3 separate regions of the Sus scrofa genome follow, and regions 2 and 3 are each linked to region 1. The links are chromatin contacts, called in public Hi-C and HiChIP or PLAC-seq maps. All regions are on one chromosome and are shown on one strand. The core of a region is the stretch at or near the end of the contact, and the rest is flanking DNA. Distances in the headings are between cores, read along the strand shown.

Region 1 (4,772 bases), core at 720-3,219:
CAAGGCTTCAGATTTGAGAAGGCCGGGGCTCCATGTGTGAGGAGGGTCAGGGGTCTGTGTGTGAAGAAGGTTGGGACGTCATTTGTGAAGAGGATCAGGGCTCCGTGTGTGAGGAGACCAGGGGCTCTGTTTGTTACTGGGTCAGGGCTCCAGGGCAGGGGCTCCATGTGTGACCAGGGTGGGGGCTCCGTGTGAGGAGGTTAGGGTTCAGTGTCGCAGCAGAGTTGAGGCTCAGTGCAGGAGGAGGTCAGGGCTCCATCTGTGAGGAGAGTCAGGGCTCAATGTCTGACCAGGGTAAGTAAGGGCTCAGGGTGTGCGGAGTCAGGCCTCTGTGTGTGCCCAAGTCTGGACTCCAGGTTCAAAGCTCTTAGTGTGACCAAGGTGGTGTCTCCACATGTGCCCAGGGTCAGGGCTCTGAGTCTGATCAGGTTTGGGCTCCACATGACCAGGGTCGGAGTTCCATGTGTGACCAAGGTGGGGGCACAGTATGTTTCCAGGTTCGGGGCTCCATGTGTGAGAAGGGTCAGGACTCGGTGTATGAGCAGGACTCGTCTGGGACTGGGGTCAGGTTCAGTCAGGAGTCTCTCATTCTCAAATCTACATCCCTTCCTTGCTGATCAGGTCGGGCACATGACCTGGCCCCTAGATTTCCCTGGGCAGATCAGCTATGAACGCTGGGCTCCTACTGTCCCCATGGCTTGAATGCAGTGCTGCTTTTGTCCCACAGCCCCCTGGCTGTCTTGCCTGTAGCAACATATCATAATCAACCAGGGTAGGGCTCCTGGTCCCCTGCCCCTGCTCCTCCTGTGTTTCCGACCTTCATTCCTGCTGGCAGCCTTTGTTCCATGTGGTCCTAGGAGAGCTGAAAACGGGGGCTCTTTAGGGATCTAGAGAAGATGTATTTATTTAGCCAGGGAGCCATCAAGGTCTAGAGCTGGGAATTCGTGAGAGTTTCTGGTCCCAGACGTGCCCCCACCTCACTAAGTGATGCCAGGCCCTTCCTTCTCATGTCTGAACCCCCAAGCCCCCAAGTGTGACCAGAAGAGGCTAAACTAGCTGACTCCAATGACCTTGCTGCCACATCTTCCTGAGAGGCGACAGGCAGGAGATGGTTAGTGCTGCTCTGGGTGGGAGGGTGCTGGGAGCCAGGGCAGGACAGGGGCTGGCGGGCATCAGGCATCACTGTCCGGTGTTCCAGCCCTTCTGTCTGTGAGGACACGGCTGTGAAATGTAAGTAAAACCCAAGGCTAATTTCCTCGGTCAGAAGGAGGAGGCACTGCAGCATTTTCAAACCCTAATTAAACCCGCTCGGGCGGTGTAACACCAAAATCAGTTCCAAGATCAATATTGCTATTCATTTAGAAGTGTAACGAGGTTAGAGAGGTGAGCAAAGGAAATAATTAACTCATTTGCAGCCTTTTTAAACAGAAACAGTCATTTTAATCTCCAGGGTAATTAGCTATGCTCTGTCCATCAATCATGACTGAGGCCATTATTTTAAGTATTTGATTAATCAAGAGGGAGGGGGTTAAGGCACCCCTCCCAGCGGTTACAGGCCACCCCCAGCCCCAGTTGGGGATGACCCCTGGGTCGGCAGGACGAACCCTTTTCAGAGAGACTGGCAGGGTGGAGCCAACCACACTTGGGGTCCCCCCCACTGCGCCCCGGGTGAGGCAGTTTGGGCAGGTGAGGTAGCGGCTCCCTCTTCTGTCAGTCTGATGCAAGAGGAACAGACCCGCCCTGGGCTTGGAAGTGCTGGGAGCCAGGAGGTCCAGGTTCTGGTCCAGAAACTGCCCCCGACTTGCTGCTTGACCTCCAACAACAACAGGTCCCTTCCACCTCTGGGCCTTGGCGTCTCCCTCTGTCTTAGGTTGAGTCAGATGCCAGATGAATTAGCCAGAAGCTCACCGGTTCTAAGTGCCCAGGGGCCTCCAGCCACTGGAGGGCAGCAGAGCCCCAGGGACCCCTGAGCCCAAGGCCTGGGCTGTCCGGAAGGGGGCGGCGGCCAAGCCAGAGCTGTTCCCTGTGTCAGCCTGGGTTATGGCTGATGCTGTCAGAGATGTTTGGTCTGCCAGCCTCAGGATTCACGGGGCCTGAAGAGGCAGGTGTCAGCAGTTATTCTTCCCATTTAGCAGATGAGGCACTGAGGCCTCGGAGAAGGACTGAGCGAGGGCCGGACAGTGAGTGAGTCACACCCAGGTCCTGAAACTCAGAGGGGATGGGGTGGAGGGTGAGGCGGGCAAAGCTGACGCAGGCTGTCCTCTTTGGCTATCTAACAGCCCAGGCTTAGTCGCCCTCAGCAGCCAGAGGATCCTCAAAGACCCTGGGCCTGTCCCTCTCACATCGGAGAAGAGGGAAACTGAGGCCCAATGAGAAAGACAAAGCGGGAACAGGTAGTGGGCACTCAGTGGGAGAAGGAGCTGTAAGGCAGCAAGCAGAGGGCTGGGTACCCCAGCAGAGGCAGAGTGGAGGGGCTGTCAGGGCAGGCTTCCTGAGGGAGGTGACCTCTGAGCAGAGTCAAAGGGCAGAGAAGAGCCTTTCCAGGCAGGGAGAGAAGAGTAAGAACAGGCCAAGTACATGGTGAGTTTGGTATGGCTGGAGCATGGGTTACGCGGGCAGCAGCGGGATGCGACCCCAGGGAGGTGATGAGGGGCCTGGGCCTCAGGTTGGCCATGGATGTTGATCTGAGGAGGCTGGCGGGGAGGCTGGGTGTTTAGGGCCATGGTGGGGGGTGGGGGGTTGGGTGCATACCGCCCGGCTCCATGGGGCCCCTGGGGTGTCCCCTCTGAAGCAGCTGTGCTGAGCCTGGGGCTTGCCCTGTGGGTGGATGACCTGCCTGGGAAACCCCACCTTAGTGCCATCTGCCCTCTCTGGGGTCCTGCTGAGAAAGGCGGAGTTTCTGGGAGGGCAGGGGCCAGGGAGTGGCTGAGTCACTAAAGGGTTCTGGCAAGTCAGGGGTTGGGGGAAAGGAAATGAGGATAAAAAGGAGAGTGGGGGAAAACATGGGTGAGCCCTCCCTGACTTCCTTCTCAAGCCCGTCCAAGTGAGGGCTCACTGCCCTGCACCATACCAGCACAGGAAATGCCTCTTCTTGGATGCCTCCAACTCTGGGAAGCTCACTACCTCAAACAGCACTGAGAAGGAGAAATTCCCTTTAACTGTTAAGTCTACTCTCTTCTCTATAGTCATCGGCTTTGTGCCTGGGGTGCACTGAGAGCCCGGCCTGACAGTCTTCCCAGGAACATGGTCTGGGTCCTGGAGTTGCAGTACCCACTCCCTCAGGCAGGCAGAAAGTACAGACTGTGATCATTGGCTGATTAGCAACCCAGAAAGGCCAGGGGGCTTGGCTGGGTTGCCCAGCTGGCTCGGGGTTGGAGGGGAGCCTTCCAGCACCATCTCTACAGGTGGGGGGAAGCAGGAAGGATGGGAATGAGGAAGCAGAAGGAGGAGGAAGAGGAAAAGAAGGGAGGGAGGAGGAAGGAAGAGCAGGATGGGGCTGGGTGCTTGGTTGCTAGGAGCAACAGCAAGGCATTCGGAGAAGGCACCAGATGCTGAGGAGGGCTGCAGGAGGAGGGGAGCTGGGGTCCAGGTGGCATATCCAGGGCTCTCAGGGCTCTCAGGGCTCCGGATAGCAAGGACCCCAGGAGGCCCTGGTGTGTATGGAGGCCCCGGTGGAAGTTCCTCAGTGGCTGCTCTGCCCTGACCTACCCAGAGGCAGCCTTTAGGAGAGGAAGCAGGGGAGGGGAGAGCTGAGCCTCCCACATTTGTAAGCTCCCCACAGTTGCTTTCACTCTTGGGGCTACAATTTGTCTGGGACTCCAGAGTTCAAGTAGTTGCCAAGGCTGGGGCTGGAGCAGGGCTGGGGAGGAATGCTTAATCCAAAGCTGGCAGCCTTGCCCAGGCCCTCTGGGACCTGCTGGGGCATCAGCCTGCCCTCCACTCCTCCCTGCTTCTATCCAGGGGAGGAAAGTTACAGAGAAATACACGCTGAAGCCTCCAGACCTCTGAGGCTTTGGGATATTCCCAGCCCCTCTGCATTTCATTTTCTGTGTTTATAAAATAGGGCAAATAACCTTGCCCTTGAATGTGTTTATCAACGATTGAGTCTATACGCATGTGAGCATCTCTTGTTAAGACAGTAAGAAATAAGAGAGGAAAAAAAAGGTGATAAAAGGAAGGGCGGCCCCATTTAGGTTGCATTTACCCTGTGCCAGGGAGGACTGTGTACTCCCTTTTTCCAGATTAGCCAACTGAGGCCCAGAGAGAGCTGATTAGGGAAATTGTAACACAAAACGGTAAGACACCAAAGCCTTCTTGCTGTTGCTCCCACCAGGACCTTTCTGAAGCCACCCTTGGGGTCATCTCCCAGGTCAGAACCATCTCTGACATTTATGTCTAGATTCCAAAACCCCACTTCCAGAGCATCCGCCCTGCTCAGCCCACCCCATCTCCTCTCCCTAACCTGCTGGCTGCAGGATAAAGCTCGCCCTCCCCCCAGTATCCAGTCCAGTCGTCTCTCCGTGTCCCTGCCACACGCCCACAGCCTCGCCTGTTTGCTTCTTGTCTGTTCCTGTTATTACTATCATTGCACAACAAACCTCCCCAAGATGTGATTGTGTAAAACAATGACCATTTTATTATGCTTATGGGTTCTGTAGGTCAGGCATTCCGACAGGCAAGAGAAGGAACAGCTTGTCCCTTGCTCCATGATGTCTGGGCCCTCAGTGGCTGGGGGTGAAAACCTCTAGGGTCTGGAATAATCCAGAGGTTCA
Region 2 (4,772 bases), core at 791-3,290, 350 kb after region 1:
ACCACCCCTCAGGTAAAAGGAAATGAAACAAACTCCAGAGAAACCTTCTTAGGAAGAATAAATGATTGCTATAAGCGATCACTGGAAAGAAAGCTTCCGCCAAGTTGCATGATGGGCGGGATAAGGGATACTCAGGGCAAGCATGTTATTCTGAGTGGAAGCACAGAAGTGATCAGTAATGAAGGAGGCCGATTCTGTTACCCAGAGTTTTCTAGTGGCGAAGAGAGTGAGGAAGATGCGCTTTTCAGTAACATGGAGGAGGAGCATGAGAGCTGGGATGAGAGTGATGAAGAGCTGCTGGCCATGGAGATTCGTATGAGAGGGCAACCTCGCTTTGCCAACTTTAGGGCAAACACTTTGTCTCCTGTTCGATTCTTTGTGGACAAAAAATGGAATACTGTCCCCCTGCGAAATAAATCTCTTCAGAGAATCTGTGCTGTCGACTATGATGACAGTTATGATGAAATCCTGAATGGTTATGAAGAGAATTCTGTGGTCTCCTATGGACCAGGAAGCATTCAGAGCATGGTGTCATCTGACTCCACATCCCCAGATTCCTCTTTAACAGAAGAATCACGGTCCGAGACAGCCAGTAGTTTATCCCAGAAGGTTTGTAATGGGGGACTATCTCCCGGTAACCTGGGGGATTCTAAGGACATGAAGGAAAGTGAGCCCAATTGTGAAAGCCCCAGTGGTAATAATCAGGAGAAGACCTCAGCACAAGCATCCAAAAGCTCAGTAAAAGTTCCAGAGACACACAAAGCGGTCCTTGCTCTCCGATTAGAAGAGAAAGATGGCAAGATTGCCGTTCAGACTGAGAAGCAAGAAAGTAAAGCCTCTACAGATATTGCTGGGCAAGCAGTAACTATAAACCTCGTTCCTGTAGAAGAGCAAGCAAAGCCATACCGAGTAGTGAATCTGGAGCAGCCATTGTGCAAGCCTTACACTGTCGTGGATGTGTCAGCAGCCATGGCCAGTGAGCACCTCGAGGGCCCCGTTACCAGCCCCAAAACGAAGAGCTCATCTTCTACTCCTAACTCTCCAGTGACATCCCCTGCATTGACATCAGGACAAGTAAGTGCCCATTTCCAAAAATCCAGTGCAATCCGCTACCAGGAAGTCTGGACTTCCAGTACCAGTCCACGACAGAAGATACCTAAAGTAGAATTAATTAGCGGTGGGGCCGGACCAAATGTCCCTCCAAGGAAAAACTGTCACAAATCGGCACCTACTTCACCCACGGCTACAAACATTTCCTCCAAAACTATCCCTGTTAAGTCACCTAATTTGTCTGAAATAAAATTTAATAGTTATAACAATGCTGGTATGCCACCTTTTCCAATTATCATTCATGATGAGCCAACTTATGCTCGGAGCTCCAAAAATGCTATCAAAGTTCCCATTGTCATCAATCCAAATGCATATGACAATCTAGCCATTTACAAAAGTTTTCTCGGAACAAGTGGAGAACTTTCAGTGAAGGAAAAAACCACAAGTGTAATAAGCCATACTTATGAAGAAATAGAAACTGAAAGCAAAGTGTCTGATAACACCACTAACAAACCCACTGAATGTCCCCAAGCTAAAGGGTTTTCAAACAGCACAGAGCGTAAAAGGGGCTCAGTGGCTCAGAAGGTTCAGGAGTTTAACAGCTGTCTTAACAGAGGTCAGTCTTCACCGCAGAGAAGCTATAGTTCCAGCCACAGCTCCCCAACAAAGCCCCAGAGAACCACTCAAGAACCTGTGGCCAAAACAGAAAGCACTCAGGAGTCTCAGGTCGTGAGCAACAGCAGCAGCACCAGGGAGAAAGCGAGCACAGTGCTTTCTCAGATTGTAGCTTCTATCCAACCCCCACAGTCTCCTCCAGAAATGCCCCAGTCTGGCCCTAAAGCTTGCAGCGTGGAAGAGCTTTATGCAGTTCCTCCCGATGCCAGTGTTGCTAAGAGCACACCTAAGAGCACACCGGCCCGGCCCAAATCTCTCTTCACATCCCAGCCCAGTAGTGAGACTGAAGCAGCACCTCAGACCACAGAAAGTCCTACCACCAAAGTACAGAAAGATCCACTCATGAAGCCAGTCACCACTCCCCCCTCCAAATTAGTGACTAACCCCCCAAATGAGCCACCACCTCCCTTTCCCCCACCACGCTCTACATCCTCCCCTTACCACGCAAGTAACCTTTTGCAGAGGCATTTCACCAACTGGACCAAGCCAACCAGCCCTACCAGGTCCACAGAAGCTGAATCAGTTCTGCACTCAGAAGGCAGCAGACGGGCAGCTGATACAAAACCTAAACGCTGGATATCATTTAAAAGTTTCTTCCGCCGTCGGAAAACAGATGAGGAAGAAGACAAAGAGAAAGACCGAGAGAAAGGGAAGCTGGTGGGCCTGGATGGCACGGTCATCCACATGCTGCCCCCTCCTCCAGTTCAGCGCCACCACTGGTTCACAGAAGCAAAGGGGGAATCCAACGAGAAGCCAGCCATTGTCTTCATGTACAGGTGTGAGCCTGCCCAAGGCCAGCTCAGTGTGGATCAGGGCAAAGCCAGGGCAGAGCAGTCAGCAGTCACAGAGAGGAGTGGAATGGAGGATGGGTTACTACAGGACTCAGAGAAGAAGAAAAGAAGTCACTCTTCTCCATCACAGATACCTAAGAAAATTCTCAGGTATGTAAAAGAGGCTGGCAGAATGTGGGGATTTTTTAAAACATTTTCAGATGCTAAGGTTTTTTGCATCCCTAAGATTGTATAAGAGCCATTTTTGTTTGTGAGTAGCACTCAGCGGCCATCATCTGTCTCTATAACTGCATTCCAAGATTAGAATATTATTAAAGTGATTTTATTGCAGTGAACAAGGTTTATGCTCCTGGATTTTTTAGCTAAAGTAACCTGCAGCATTCCAGTAAATGCAAAGGGGCTTTACCATAGAAAAGCAAATCCGTAACACTTTAATAGCAATAAGTAATATGTTGCTTTGAAATATGCTATGACAGTGTGAGGAAGAAACGGGATCAAATGGGTAAATGGTGGTACTGTTCTTTTCTTCATGGTAAATGAAATCAAACTCTTTAAGCAGGCTTTTTCTTTTGGTGGGGATTAGGAGAGCTTTCATTGAGGTGTTATCTCTATATGCATTTTTTAAAAGGACTGTATTTTTTTTTTTATTGCTGTCTCTTTCTGTCCTTATTTCAAGTGTTGTGGAAAGGTGGGGGAAAGAGCAAGCAGTTTATAATTGTTTAACATGTAGATGAAATAAGAGAAGTGGTTATTGAGATTGAGACCCAGTGTTACAATCTTCTATCCAACTAGTACACCCACATCAGTTTTCTAAGCATTAGTTTTCTTTTACCTTGAGTAACCTACCGTCTATAAGGTTCATTGATCACCTACCCTGTATATATCTCAAATCCTTGTAACAGCCCTACAAACTGGTTGTATATTTCCCTTGAGGAAACTAAAAATCAGAGAAATTAACTGGCCAGATTCACGAGGCTAGTAATTGTCAAAGTCAGAATTCAAACCCTGATCTATCTCACTGTAAAATTTGTATTCTTTCAATAATGTTACATTGTTAAGGAACATAAGATCAAACAAAATTTGTATATTTTCACATGTAACATTCACATAAACATTTGTTTAGGATGCTTAAGTTTTTTCATTCTCATTTCTATCGTAAGCAAAATTAATGAACTGCCAATAAAAACAAAGAACTGTTGTTTGTAACAAATGATTTCTTTATATCCCCTGTTCTTTTTATTCTTAAACAAAGATATGCCCTGAGTATTCCATTCATCTGATTTTTAGTCTTCCTCCCTCTTGATTTACAGAGAGCTTTCTCTGCCAGGCCTGGCCTCCTCCCAGCAAAGACAGAAAACTCTGATATAGGACAGATTTTCTCACCAGCTTGTCTTTAGAAAAGTGTGAATAAAAATGAACACTTAATCCCTTCACTTTTTCTAGCAAAATGCTAGGAAGCTTTATATATATTCTTTACTAAAATAAACTTTTTGCATATCCCCAAATGGTTGCCAAAATGCTAACAAGTTCCTGTTTTCCTTATATCCATGTAATCACAAAGCAAGTGGAATAGTGGTAATGTATTTCTGGGAAGAACGGCTTTGTCATTGGTAGTTGAAAGTAGATGATAGAATATTATACTCCAGTAGTAATAAAATGCATGTATTGCAGGTTACTGTTTTATTTAGAAAAGAAGCAATTTAAACAATGCATGGTTGGAGTCACCTATAAGGGAATGGCAGATGATCAATAAATAGCTTTACTCCTCATTAAGTATGGCTACAGTATATTTATCCATATCCTGGAGGGCAGAGTCAAGGAATGATTTGGCTTCTCTTCTATGGAATAAGACCCTCTCCTTCGGCTACATGCCACTGTATGTGGGCTTGAGGGTAGCCCAGGCCCTTGGTGTGGCAGATCTCTTACTATACAGCTTATATTTTCACAGATTTGCTTGTATAGGGGCTGTCATATCTTCCAAATCTATCAGTCCTTTATAGGTAACATTTATTTATCCAAATGATGTGGTGCATTTGCCACATTGGTTGTCAGATTTAACCATGCATCACAATAACTGGAGGGCTATTAAAATACAGATTGCTGGGCCCCACCTGCAGAGATTTTGATTAAGTAGGTCTGAGTTGAGTCCTTCTAATAAGTTCCCTAGGTGACATGGCCGCTACTAGACTTAAGACCACGCTTTGAGAACCACTGATGTTACCACTATTCTAAACGTATGTGCTGTAGTCTAAGCAA
Region 3 (4,772 bases), core at 1,131-3,630, 260 kb after region 1:
GTTCATATCAGTAGGGGTGTTTTAAAATGACAGGTATTATGTGAGAGTGAAAATCACCCATATCTTCTGACATAACATCCGTGTTATGTTGAAAATTAATGTTCAGCTTTGCAGCTCTCTTTTTACTGCCTACAAACCTAAAAGCAGGGAATTGGCATTTACAGAGTCAAGGACAACTCTCATTCTGCACCTCTATGCAAATGATTTTTGAGCTCCAAAGTGCTTCTGTGCTTGTTAACATATATCTATTTCCTATTCACCTTTCCTCTTGATATAGAGGATGTACCTTGGCAGTTATTATCTTATACAGCTATATTGTCAAGTATATTAAATAACAATGATACAGATTCCATTTTGAGATGTTTCTATTTGGGATGGCTAGTTTACTTTTTCTACGTACTCTTCTAACTTGACCCTCTTCTGACTATTGGGTGGTTAAGGTGAATCCTCTCTGTCTTTACTGCAAGCAAGAGATTTTGTGTGCTCAGAGAGGATAGCATTTTTTCCTCTTCTTATTCTTTGGTAGATAACCTGAATCTTCACTCTTCATAAGGGAATGGCTTGTAGGTCTATTCTTCTGTACTATGACTAGTGTATTTAAGTTTGAGGATTGATATTCTTTCATTTTGCATTCAGAAAGCAAAATATTTATAGTTGAATTCATCTGTGAATTGGTCTTAAGCTTACTATATTTTCATTTTCCCCCGCTGATATGGAACAACTGAATGTTCTAATGTTAAAGATTATTTAATGAGATTAACTAGCCTTTGCCCTGAGAGAGTCTGTTTTAGCTTATTCCAATTTCAGTAAACTATTGTGCCATGTAGAGATATGTTATAATGTCAGGATTTTATGAAAAGTTCTTCAGTACATGCTAATTAAGTGGGATGAGAGTACCTTTTCTAACGTATAAAAATGCACTCTGTCAACTAAAAGATGAAAATATCTTTCTAAACTAAAATCTCTCAAGTTCAAGTGTGAGGTAGTATCTGTAAATGGCAACTGTGTCATATAGTTTCTGAGAAAACTGAAAATCTTTAGTGATTTATTGGTTGTGCTCTATAAATCTTTTTATATGGATGGCTACGTTCGTGAGGTTATATTTGCTGTTTACTGTCCCTCCAGTATTATTTTACACATTTCTCCTCTAAATGTGATCATTTACAACTGTTTTTCTCACTCAAATACTTTAATTTCCTTTCTTCAACAATCTGTGAACAATTACTTCTCATAGCCCCAGATCAAGACATTTTCTCCAAAGAAACGCTAAAATCCGTCTAGTTTCCCTTCTCACTGGCTTTGTATGTATAAGTTTTTTGCCACTTTGTCGTTAGTTCTCTAGTTTCAGTTCAGTTTAACAAAGCTTGTTGTGATGATGTGTGAGCTTGGTGGGGTAGGGAAGTATACTCTGGAGGAGGTGACCCTGGCCCTAAATCTTAAAGAACCAGTAGGAATTTCCTCTTTGTGCAAAGTGTGTAAGTTGATATTAGCAAAGAGAAAAGCATGAAGCTTGACAAATAGTTCAGGATGGCTGTAGGGTGATGAAATGGGAGATAGGAAATGAAGCTGAAGAGATAGCATTGAAGACTTTATATGTGATACTTGGGCATTTATTTTTTGGATGAAGTTGGACTTTCTTCTGGGGGTAATAGAAGGATTACCATTGAAGGATTCTATGATTGAAGGATTTGACATACACAGGGCATGGAAAGATTTTCAATTTATTTATTTATTTTTCTATCTTCCTCCCTGGTTATGTGGAGATCTTTCTTACATGTTTAGGTGTCTGATGTCTTCTGCCAGCGTTCAGTAGGTATTTTGTGAGAACTATTGCACATATAGACCTATTTTTTAATGTATTTGTGGAGAGAGGTGAGTTCCCCATCCTTCTATTCATCCATCTTAATTGGAGCCCTCCTGAGATTTTCATTTTAGACTGATCAATTCTATGGCAGTATGGTAAATGATTTTGAGGTAAGGCAATAGAAAAGGTGGGTAGACCTGTTAAATTACTGATCTGGTCATCCAGATAATGACCAGGATTTTGGATACTATTAATAGGAGTGAAGTTTTGGAAATAGATGTGCAAAGTGTTTAAAAATCAATCAGACATTTAAGGCGACTGGTGAAATGGGATTACTGTCAGACTTTTGAATGTCTTAAGTGCTGTTGAGAAGGAAGGGATGTTAGGGAAAGTTTTATATATATTGTACCTATGGTACTTTCAGGGGGAAACATACAGGACGTAAAAGTGTGAGACTCAGGTGAAAAGTTGGGATTAGAGGTGTTCATGTGAGGGTCCTCTCAGTCCATGTGGGTAGAGTGTGAAGTGGACAGAAAGCTGAGCTCTAAGAGGAAAGGAAAAAGAGGAACCCAAGACTGAAACTGAGAAGGAAAAAGCTCTGTCTTTGCTTAATTTCCCTTGAAAGGAGGACAACTTAATCCTTTTTGTATCCTCAGTAACAGCTTGAATAGTATAGTAAATAGATACTCAGTAAATGGTAGCTACTTATTTTGTTTGGCTAGAAAGCATCTCAGTTACTTTAGATTTTATTTCATATTTTACCCAATTCCATGACTTTACAGGAATTTTGTTTTTGTCTTTTTAGAGCCACAGGTGTGGCATATGGAGGTTTCCAGGCCAGGGGTCGCATCGGAGCTGCAGATGGCAGCCTACACCACAGCCACAGCAATGCCAGATCCGAGCCATGTCTGTCACCTACACCACAGCTCATGGCAACACCAGATCCTTAACCCACTGAGTGGGGCAGGGGATCAAACCTGTGTCCTCATGCATACCAGTTGGGTTCATTACTGCTGAGCCACAACAGGAACCCTGGAAATGTTTTTTTAATTCATACCATTTCATGAGCATCTACTGTGTACTTGACACTATGTTAAATACTTGGTACATGTTATCTGATTTTATCCTTAAAATAATCCTCCAGTGATAGGTTTTATTTTTCCATTTTGTTTTGAAGAACCCGAGGATGAGAAAGATTAAGTGACCTGATTGACTTTTTCACATGCCTACATAATTCCAAATTTCATTTTCTTAACTACCATTGATGAGCTATTATGTATTTAGACCAAAAGACTGCTTGTAGGTATCCTATTTTGGTTGTATTGTGATAATTACTCTGACCCCAAAACACTGATTTATACTAAATTCTGCATTGTCAATCTTGTGTGGATTGGAGTGGTAGTTGGACACCTCTTGTCCTGAGTGCAGTAGGTTTTACTTAATTCTTTTTGTCTTTCTGGGGGCCTATTTCCTCATTTTTCTGTTAGCAGTTTTGCGGATGACTGCTAAATTGCTTAAGGTTTGAAAATCCTGTGTCCATTATTTCGAAAAACTCAAAAACAGCGATTGCTTGGAGTTTTAGAGATCCACAGGATACATGACTGTTTCATGACTCAACTAAAATTATATGTGAAGTATGATGCATATATGTGCATTTTTCTGAGTTTGCAGTTCAGAGCTTGATCTCTTTCTCATAGTTTTGTATACTTTACCATTCACCCATCACTCAAAAGATTAAGAATTATAGCTCCAGAAGTATTTTTGCATATTGTGATGAACTACAGTGTTTTGTGTAATCCCATCCTGAGTAGTTATCTTTAACAAAGTATTGTTATTGATTGAAAGTAACTTTTTGAGATAAAGTTATTTTTTGGCTATTTAAACCTGTAATATTTTCTAAACTAAAATACCTCTTGGTTATTTTATCACTTAAAAACAAGTCCATTAAATTGAACGGGTTTGGTTTATGGTAAGTACTGCCTTATGGGAAATTAAAGAATGCTCAGTTTTGAAGTGTGATTCAAATGACCTTCACTAATACATATTCCCCACTTTGCATCTTCCCCTAGGAAAAGAATATTTGAGGTCCATTTCTAAGGAAAGAAAAGGAAGAAATGACAGAATGCCTAGAGTTGAAACCAGTTAAACTGGGTTTGTACTTTTTCTTTTCTTCGTGTAACATGTTTATTCTAATCTAATCTATTGCAGCATCGGATCTTATCATTTTGAACTTTGTGTTAGTATGGAAGAGACAGAGATATGCCTCTAAGTATTTGTGATGTCTGTGAATATGAACAAGAGAATGATGAAAAGCTAGGTAACAGTCTCATTTTCAGTTAAGAAGCTTGAGAGGTTTGGTAAACTTGTCAAGGTCAAAAGCTCTTAGATAGTCAAACTGGGATTCAAATGCAGGTGTGTTGACTCAAATCCCCATTTGTTTTTCATTATGTCACACTGCTCCTCATTTTATTTAGGTTTAGTTGTTGCACAGGTGCTTATAACTGAAGTTGAGGACCAGGGCCCTGTGTATTTAATTTAAGGAATCTTTCCAATAAAGTAAAAGGCGAGGAAACGTTCTGTATTCCCCTAAAGTTTAGGAGATTAGAGAAGGAAACTAATATTTGTTGAGCACTTCGTATGTGCCAGATACTGTTATAGGATCTTTGTGTGTGTGTGTGTGTGTGTGTGTGTGTGTGTGTCTTTTCTAGGGCCGTACCCGCGGCATATGGAGGTTCCCAGGCTAGGGGTCTAATCGGAGCTGTAGCTGCCAGCCTTCACCAGAGCCACAGCAGCTCGGGATCCAAGCCGCGTCTGCAACCTACACCACAGCTCACAGCCACGCCAGATCTTTAACCCACTGAGCAAGGCCAGGGATCAAACCCGCAACCTTGTGGTTCCTAGTCAGATTCGTTAACCACTGAGCCACGATGGGAACTCCTGTTATAGGATCTTAATGTGAGTTCAGTCG

What was found. A called contact is a pair of places that touch in the nucleus more often than the background predicts. HiChIP or PLAC-seq counts read pairs in DNA pulled down with a chosen protein or histone mark.
Region 2: a contact with region 1 is called in a Hi-C map of retroperitoneal adipose tissue, with 3 times the contacts expected there. The contact joins two enhancer-like sites. A contact is called at or near these places in 17 of 47 Hi-C or Micro-C datasets (alveolar macrophages, embryonic fibroblasts, fetal heart ventricle and 9 more) and 2 of 2 datasets of contacts at active chromatin or transcription factors (alveolar macrophages and skeletal muscle).
Region 3: an H3K27ac HiChIP or PLAC-seq map of alveolar macrophages shows a contact between it and region 1. The contact joins two enhancer-like sites. A contact is called at or near these places in 1 of 47 Hi-C or Micro-C datasets (embryonic fibroblasts) and 1 of 2 datasets of contacts at active chromatin or transcription factors (alveolar macrophages).

The regions. Positions count from the first base shown.
Region 1 is chr7:57,622,023-57,626,794 of Sscrofa11.1, reverse strand. No RefSeq gene overlaps it. Among named protein-coding and RNA genes, the nearest start is that of HMG20A, 120 kb to the right of the region's middle. Within about 2 kb of position 1,969, at least 25 of the 83 cell types and tissues checked have an H3K27ac peak or open chromatin away from gene starts, as enhancers often do. A contact at or near this core is called in alveolar macrophages, liver, omental adipose tissue and 1 more, where this site is marked.
Region 2 is chr7:57,276,334-57,281,105 of Sscrofa11.1, reverse strand. It overlaps PEAK1 (pseudopodium enriched atypical kinase 1), which reads left to right. Exons shown (of 6, transcript NM_001244188.1): 3 at 1-2,666. Among named protein-coding and RNA genes, the nearest start is that of TSPAN3, 91 kb to the right of the region's middle. Within about 2 kb of position 2,040, at least 18 of the 83 cell types and tissues checked have an H3K27ac peak or open chromatin away from gene starts, as enhancers often do. A contact at or near this core is called in alveolar macrophages, liver, omental adipose tissue and 1 more, where this site is marked.
Region 3 is chr7:57,366,234-57,371,005 of Sscrofa11.1, reverse strand. It overlaps PEAK1 (pseudopodium enriched atypical kinase 1), which reads left to right. Exons shown (of 6, transcript NM_001244188.1): 2 at 3,874-3,955. Among named protein-coding and RNA genes, the nearest start is that of PEAK1, 76 kb to the left of the region's middle. Within about 2 kb of position 2,380, at least 3 of the 83 cell types and tissues checked have an H3K27ac peak or open chromatin away from gene starts, as enhancers often do. A contact at or near this core is called in alveolar macrophages, where this site is marked.